Regions from separate parts of the Mus musculus genome. Here region 2 is linked to region 1. The links are chromatin contacts, called in public HiChIP or PLAC-seq maps. All regions are on one chromosome and are shown on one strand. Each heading gives the region's core, a stretch centred on a gene start, on an enhancer-like site or on the middle of the called end of the contact. The rest is flanking DNA. Distances are from core to core; before and after follow the strand shown.

The links. HiChIP or PLAC-seq counts read pairs in DNA pulled down with a chosen protein or histone mark.
Region 2: a FOXA1 HiChIP or PLAC-seq map of pancreatic cancer cells shows a contact between it and region 1. The contact joins the promoter of 4930556I23Rik here to the promoter of Cnnm4 in region 1. A contact is called at or near these places in 1 of 39 promoter capture datasets (embryonic stem cells) and 1 of 115 datasets of contacts at active chromatin or transcription factors (pancreatic cancer cells).

The regions. Positions count from the first base shown.
Region 1 is chr1:36,470,127-36,473,084 of GRCm38.p6, forward strand. Cnnm4 (cyclin M4) reads left to right here and starts at 1,471. Exons shown (of 7, transcript NM_033570.2): 1 at 1,471-2,958. The coding sequence starts at 1,567. Gm33454 (predicted gene, 33454) reads right to left here and starts at 1,643. Exons shown (of 3, transcript NR_168706.1): 1 at 1,336-1,643.
Region 2 is chr1:37,613,052-37,616,009 of GRCm38.p6, forward strand. It overlaps 4930556I23Rik (a long non-coding RNA gene), which reads left to right and starts at 1,456. Exons shown (of 2, transcript XR_373329.1): 1 at 1,456-1,516; 2 at 1,848-2,322. Cracdl (capping protein inhibiting regulator of actin like) reads right to left here. Exons shown (of 10, transcript NM_028096.1): 8 at 1,430-1,617; 9 at 286-430.

The DNA.
Region 1 (2,958 bases), core at 221-2,720:
GCTCTTGCAACTGAGGTAAGGATGTTTGTCATCCGTGTCCTGCCCTTCACAGGGTGGACAGCTGTGGGTGGATAGCTGTGGTCATCCCCACACACTGAGTTCATAGCTGCCGGATGACATCCAAGTGGGGCTGACCAGGAAGCAGTGATCTCAAGGCTAGAACAGCAGCCCCACCCCTCAGTTCATTTCCACAAGCAGCTGCCTCAGCTGGCCAGTCACCACAATTTGGGGTTAAGGGTATGGTCCTGAAAGAGCAGGCAGCAACAACTATTACTACACAGGCAAAGACTATTCACAGAGAGTTGTTATGTCATATTCGGTGTGTAAGCCAGTTGTTCTCACGTGCTTAGCCAGGTGATGCTGTGTTATCACTCTTCCTGCCGTCAAATTAAAAACTAAAACCATAACTAAACAATAAAATCAATCCAGGCATGGTGGTGCATATCTGTAAACCCTGCACTTGGGAGGTAATGGACATAGGATCGGGAGTTCAAGGTCAGCCTCAGATTTGAAGAGTTCAAAGCCATATCGGGCTATGTAAGACCTTGTCTCAAAAAAAAAAAAAAAAAAAAACAAACAAAAAACAAAAAACAAAAACAAAACAAAAAAAAAAAAACCAGTCATTCTTACCGCCATTTACAGACAGGGACTAGGATTAACGGTGAAGATCTGAAAGGCCTAGGATTTTGTGCCTAGGTTCAAAATTTGCATCTGTAAGAAGTAAAACACTTAGTGTTCCTGTGTGTGTTTACTTGCTTATTGCGCTCCCCCTCCTGCCCCCGTATGGCTTGTCTTGTTTACTGCCATTTTTCTGATGATAGGCTGTAAACTAAAGATGTGCAAGAATTTTGGCTTGTTCATTGCCGTATCGTTAGAGTATGAAACAAGAGTACATGTTCAATGAAAACTCATCCCTAAATAGAAATGACAGGTGAAAAACCTAGGTCAGAGCCTGGTCCCTCAGCACCTTAGGGGTCTAGACAGAACCGAGGAGTGGGCTGGGGGACTTCGGGGGCAGTGACAACCTATTTCTGGCATTGGGTCAAGGTCAACGAAAATCCCAGAAGTAAGGAGGCTGTAACGCCAGCCTGAACCCTCAGGTTCCCTTTTCTTTTTCTAAACCAGGAAATGCATTTTTCTCGCTGTGCCCGCGGAGAAGCACCACCCGCCCCAGAACGGAGCGACAGAGTGCAGGGGACCCGGAAGCAACCGAGCGCGTGGGGCTTGGGAGCCGGGCTCCCTAAGGAGGAGCGCGGGAGAAGCCCGGTGCCGCGCGGAAGCTTGGCTGGGCGCACCCCCGCTGCGGGCTCCCGCGCTCGCCCCGCGCCGTTCTACCTTAAGGGCGCAGACCTCCTTAAGCCGGGCGCGCGAGCCGTGGGTAGGGGCGGGACATCGCATGCAAATAAGGGGCGTGGGGCGGCGGGGCGGGGCGGGCGGGGCGCGGTCTGACGTCAGGTCCTCGGCTGGGGCAGTTGGCGCGGCGGCAGCGGAGCGGCAGGAGGGCAGGAGCGGAGGCGCCGAGTGAGGCGCGCGGCGGGGCGCGGGCAGCGGCGGGGCCGGAGCAACATGGCGCCGGGGGGCGGGGGCGGGCGGCGGGACGGCTGGCCGGCCCGAGGGCGCCTCCTCCTGGCTGCGCTGCTGCTGCTATGGACGCGGGCGGCCAGCGGCCAGAGCAGCCCCCAGCAGAGCGTGATCCTAGGCATGAGGCTAGCGAGCTGCAACAAGTCGTGCGGGATGAACCCGGATGGCATCATCTTCGTGTCCGAGGGCAGCACGGTGAACTTGAGGCTCTATGGCCACAGCCTGGGCGATATCTCCAGCAACCTGATCTCCTTCACCGAGGTGGACGACGCCGAGGCGGTCCACAACTCCACCAACTGCCTGGAGCTCACCAAGGACTTAGTGGTCCAGCGGCTGGTCAACGTGAGCCGCGGGAACACGTCGGGGATGCTAGTGGTGATTACCAAGTTCCTGCGGAGGAGCGAGAACATGAAGCTGTACGCGCTGTGCACCCGGCCCCGGGCCGACGGGCCCTGGACCAGATGGACGGACAAGGACTCCCTGCTCTTCATGGTGGAGGAGCATGGGAGGTTTCTGCCGCTCTGGCTGCACATCCTTCTCGTTATGGTGCTGTTGGTGCTGTCGGGCATCTTTTCTGGCCTCAACCTGGGGCTTATGGCCCTGGACCCGATGGAGCTGCGCATCGTGCAGAACTGTGGAACTGAGAAGGAGAGAAAGTATGCTCGCAAGATAGAGCCCATCAGGCGCAAGGGCAACTACCTGCTCTGCTCGCTGCTCCTGGGGAACGTGCTAGTCAACACCTCCCTCACCATCCTTCTAGACAACCTCATCGGGTCTGGCATCATGGCAGTGGCCTCCTCTACCATTGGCATTGTCATCTTTGGGGAGATCTTACCTCAAGCCCTGTGCTCCCGGCACGGGCTGGCTGTGGGTGCCAACACTATTGTTCTCACCAAAGTCTTTATGCTCCTCACTTTTCCCTTGAGTTTCCCCATTAGCAAACTCCTGGACTTCGTCTTAGGTCAGGAGATTCGCACTGTTTACAATCGGGAGAAGCTGATGGAGATGTTGAAGGTGACAGAGCCCTATAATGACTTGGTGAAGGAGGAGTTAAATATGATCCAGGGTGCCCTGGAACTAAGGACCAAAACTGTGGAGGATATCATGACCCAGCTACACGACTGCTTCATGATCCGCAGTGATGCCATTCTGGACTTCAACACCATGTCGGAGATTATGGAGAGTGGCTACACTCGCATTCCTGTGTTTGAAGATGAGCAATCCAATATTGTAGATATCCTGTATGTCAAAGACTTGGCTTTTGTTGACCCGGATGACTGCACCCCGCTCAAGACCATCACTCGCTTCTACAACCACCCGGTACATTTTGTTTTTCATGACACCAAGCTGGATGCCATGCTAGAGGAATTTAAGAAG
Region 2 (2,958 bases), core at 206-2,705, 1.1 Mb after region 1:
GGTGGTGGGACTCCGCAAATACACATAATCTCACCGTTAAATACATCCACTGAAATGCACACTGGATATGGGTGACCGTTATCTCATGTAAATTCCTTCTCAAAAAAAGGGGGGGGGGACTACATTAAAAAAACACTGCTCAACATGGCAAAATGATTCAATAACACAAACTCCAATCATAGGAAGAAATATATATATGTGTGTGTGTATGTGTAAATATATATATCTGTGTGCGCGTGCATGAGTGTGTGCCAAAGTATTTGGAAATAAAAGCCAGTCTCATACCCAAGTTCTGATGGGACAGTGAGATTCCTCTCTGTAGCCCTTCCTTGAGGTTCAGTTTTGACCCCTGCCTCTGGGTCACAGCAGGCTTTGCAGGGGTCATCAGGAAAGATTTGCTCCGGACGAAGTCACCCTGCTTCACAGACTCCTACGGAGACACAAAATGACAGGTGCTGCCCAAGGATAACAGACTCAGAGTGGGTAAATACTCCAAGTGTCTTAGCTACAAAATGTCTCTTCCAAGATGCACCCTGCTGCTGGCACTTTCTGGAAAGGGGCTCTGTGCACCGGCATCACCCACCAAAATGCCAGAGCTGACTTGTGCCAGCCTCCTGCAGCCCACGTGTGCATGGTGGCTCCTTGCTTGCCTGGACAGCCCAGTCTCAGCCCCAGATGGTATAGAGCGAGGACTCTATGTGAAAGCCGTAGGGAATGGTTTTATGATACACACTATATGGCAGCAGCTGAAATGGGCTAACATTTCGCACTGTAATTTCCCCTCCTCAATGCTACATACAGGTCTTCAGCTGTGTAGACACAACTGAGGATTGCATTAGCAGGAAGGGAAGCAGGTCCTATTGCAGCGCAGGCTCCCTTTCCTAGACAGCAGAACCCCATTTATTGTACTGGTTAGCAGAGGGTGCATCAGCACAGTTGTTGGGGTTGGTGAGAGCTGTTTTCAGTTGAATACAACATGCAACTCCAGGTTTTGGCTGTGCAGCCCCAGGTGAGGGAAAAGGGAAGCCAGCAGGCAGCAGCCAGAGCAGGCTTCATTTATCATCACACAAGGGGCTGAGGTGGAGCTGGTGACCATATTAGCGTGTGTCTGAAGGGAGCCGTTGTTTTAACTGTCTTCAATTTTTTTCCAGAGGCTGAGCTGCGTTGCCTAGGAGGCCAGAGCAGCCTCGGGCGCCACTGCATTTCTACCAGCCCACACAGGCAAAGAGGCAGCTAGCTCCATCACGGGGTCCACAAGCTGACGTACTGCCTTTGCGCATGTCAGCCATCACGGTAGGCACGGCATCTCTGTGATGTTCATGCAGGACCTCTGTGAGCACAGCGGTACCTGCTCCCACCACACCCTCACAAGATCGCTGCCCTCCTCACCCCACCCCCACCCCGAACGCCACAGAAAAAGAGTGGTAACCTGGGCTCTCTCGGCCACCTTGGCTTGCTTCCCAGTTTCTGTCTTTAGGATCCTCGACCCAGGTTTCTCTTCCTGGTTGACGGGCAGGTCTGGGGCTCCTCTTCTCTTCTGCCGGGCCATGGTGATCCAGGGTGGGGTGGGTTGCCCATCAGCCCCAGGACCTGTAGCCGCAGGAGGCTGACCCTTTTCTGTGATAAAGGCCAAGAAGGAGCAATGTTAGGCAGATAGTCCCACTCTCCCCTTCAGTCCCACCCACAGCTTCTCTCCCATACAAGGTGTGTTATATTGCTTTGCTTGGTTCAGGGGGCTGAGGAGTGGTAGGATTGAGGAGTAGAGTCTCAGAGAGACCCCCACTTCCCATTCCCCCCTGAGCCAAAGCCTCTCTTCAGCAAACTTCATTTTTTTTTTTCTTCTATAGATGTCTCAAATAGATTACCTCCTCTGGTCTGAGCCGCCAAAACCACAAGATGCAGCTGCCACCCCAACCTGTGCACTTTGGAGCTAATTTCTACCAGGGCCTTCTCTCTGGGAGGAGCTGGAATGTATGCACAGATAGGATGCCTTTGATAAGAGTCTACATTTGGGACCAGCCACCCGCCCCCACTCCGGATTTACTTGACGCGCTAAAAACATTCCCTTTGTGGGACGTGATGCCATTTCTACAACCATCTGTCTTCACCTGACACAGGAAGTTGGGGCCTGCATGGTTAACACCGGCTGTTTTTCTTCTCCTGCTCTACATTCTTTTAAAGGGCCCTCTTTGCCCTCTCCTGCCATTTCTTCACTTAGTGACCAGGAGCTCCCGCAGAACTCTTCCTGTGTCTCACCCTCACTCCCATCCCTATCCCAGAGGCAGCTACTCTCTTCGAAACAGACGGAACATTTTCTCAGGGTTTGAACTTTATTTTCTTGGCTAACAACATATTCCTCGAACAGTTCTGATAAGATTAAATTCACAACCCGAGGAACTTGCCATTCCAGTTTGAAATCAGAGCAGAGAAGTAGCTTGTTGAAGGCCAGGCCAGCCTCTCTCACCTCCTCAAAGCTCAGTGCTGGGTACTGAGCACTCTGTCACCTCTTAGCCCAAAGGCACAAGACATAGTTCTGGTAAATTCTTTATAACCTGCACTTGGATAATTTCATCTGAGCCAAAAGATACATTTTTAAAATGAGCATAAAGAGGGCTGGGGGGCCCAGGGAGGAGGGCTGGGGGGCCCAGGGAGGAGGGCTGGGGGGCCCAGGGAGGAGTGCCGGCTGCTCTGCCTGAGCACCTGAGGTTGAGTCCCAGCATCCACATGTGGCTCACAACCATCTGTAACTCTGGTTCCTCGGGTCACGCTGCCTTCTTTGGCATCGGTAGGTAGACACACGGTGCACAAACACTTGTACACGTAGAGTTAAAAACATTCAAACGAGCAGAAAAGTTATATGAGACTGCCTCTAAGGTGGTTTGGCAAGAAGGGACCCCCAGGGGAGGGTGGGGCTCTGGGGACTGCTCAAGTGGCAATGTTTCCAACTGCACTGATGTA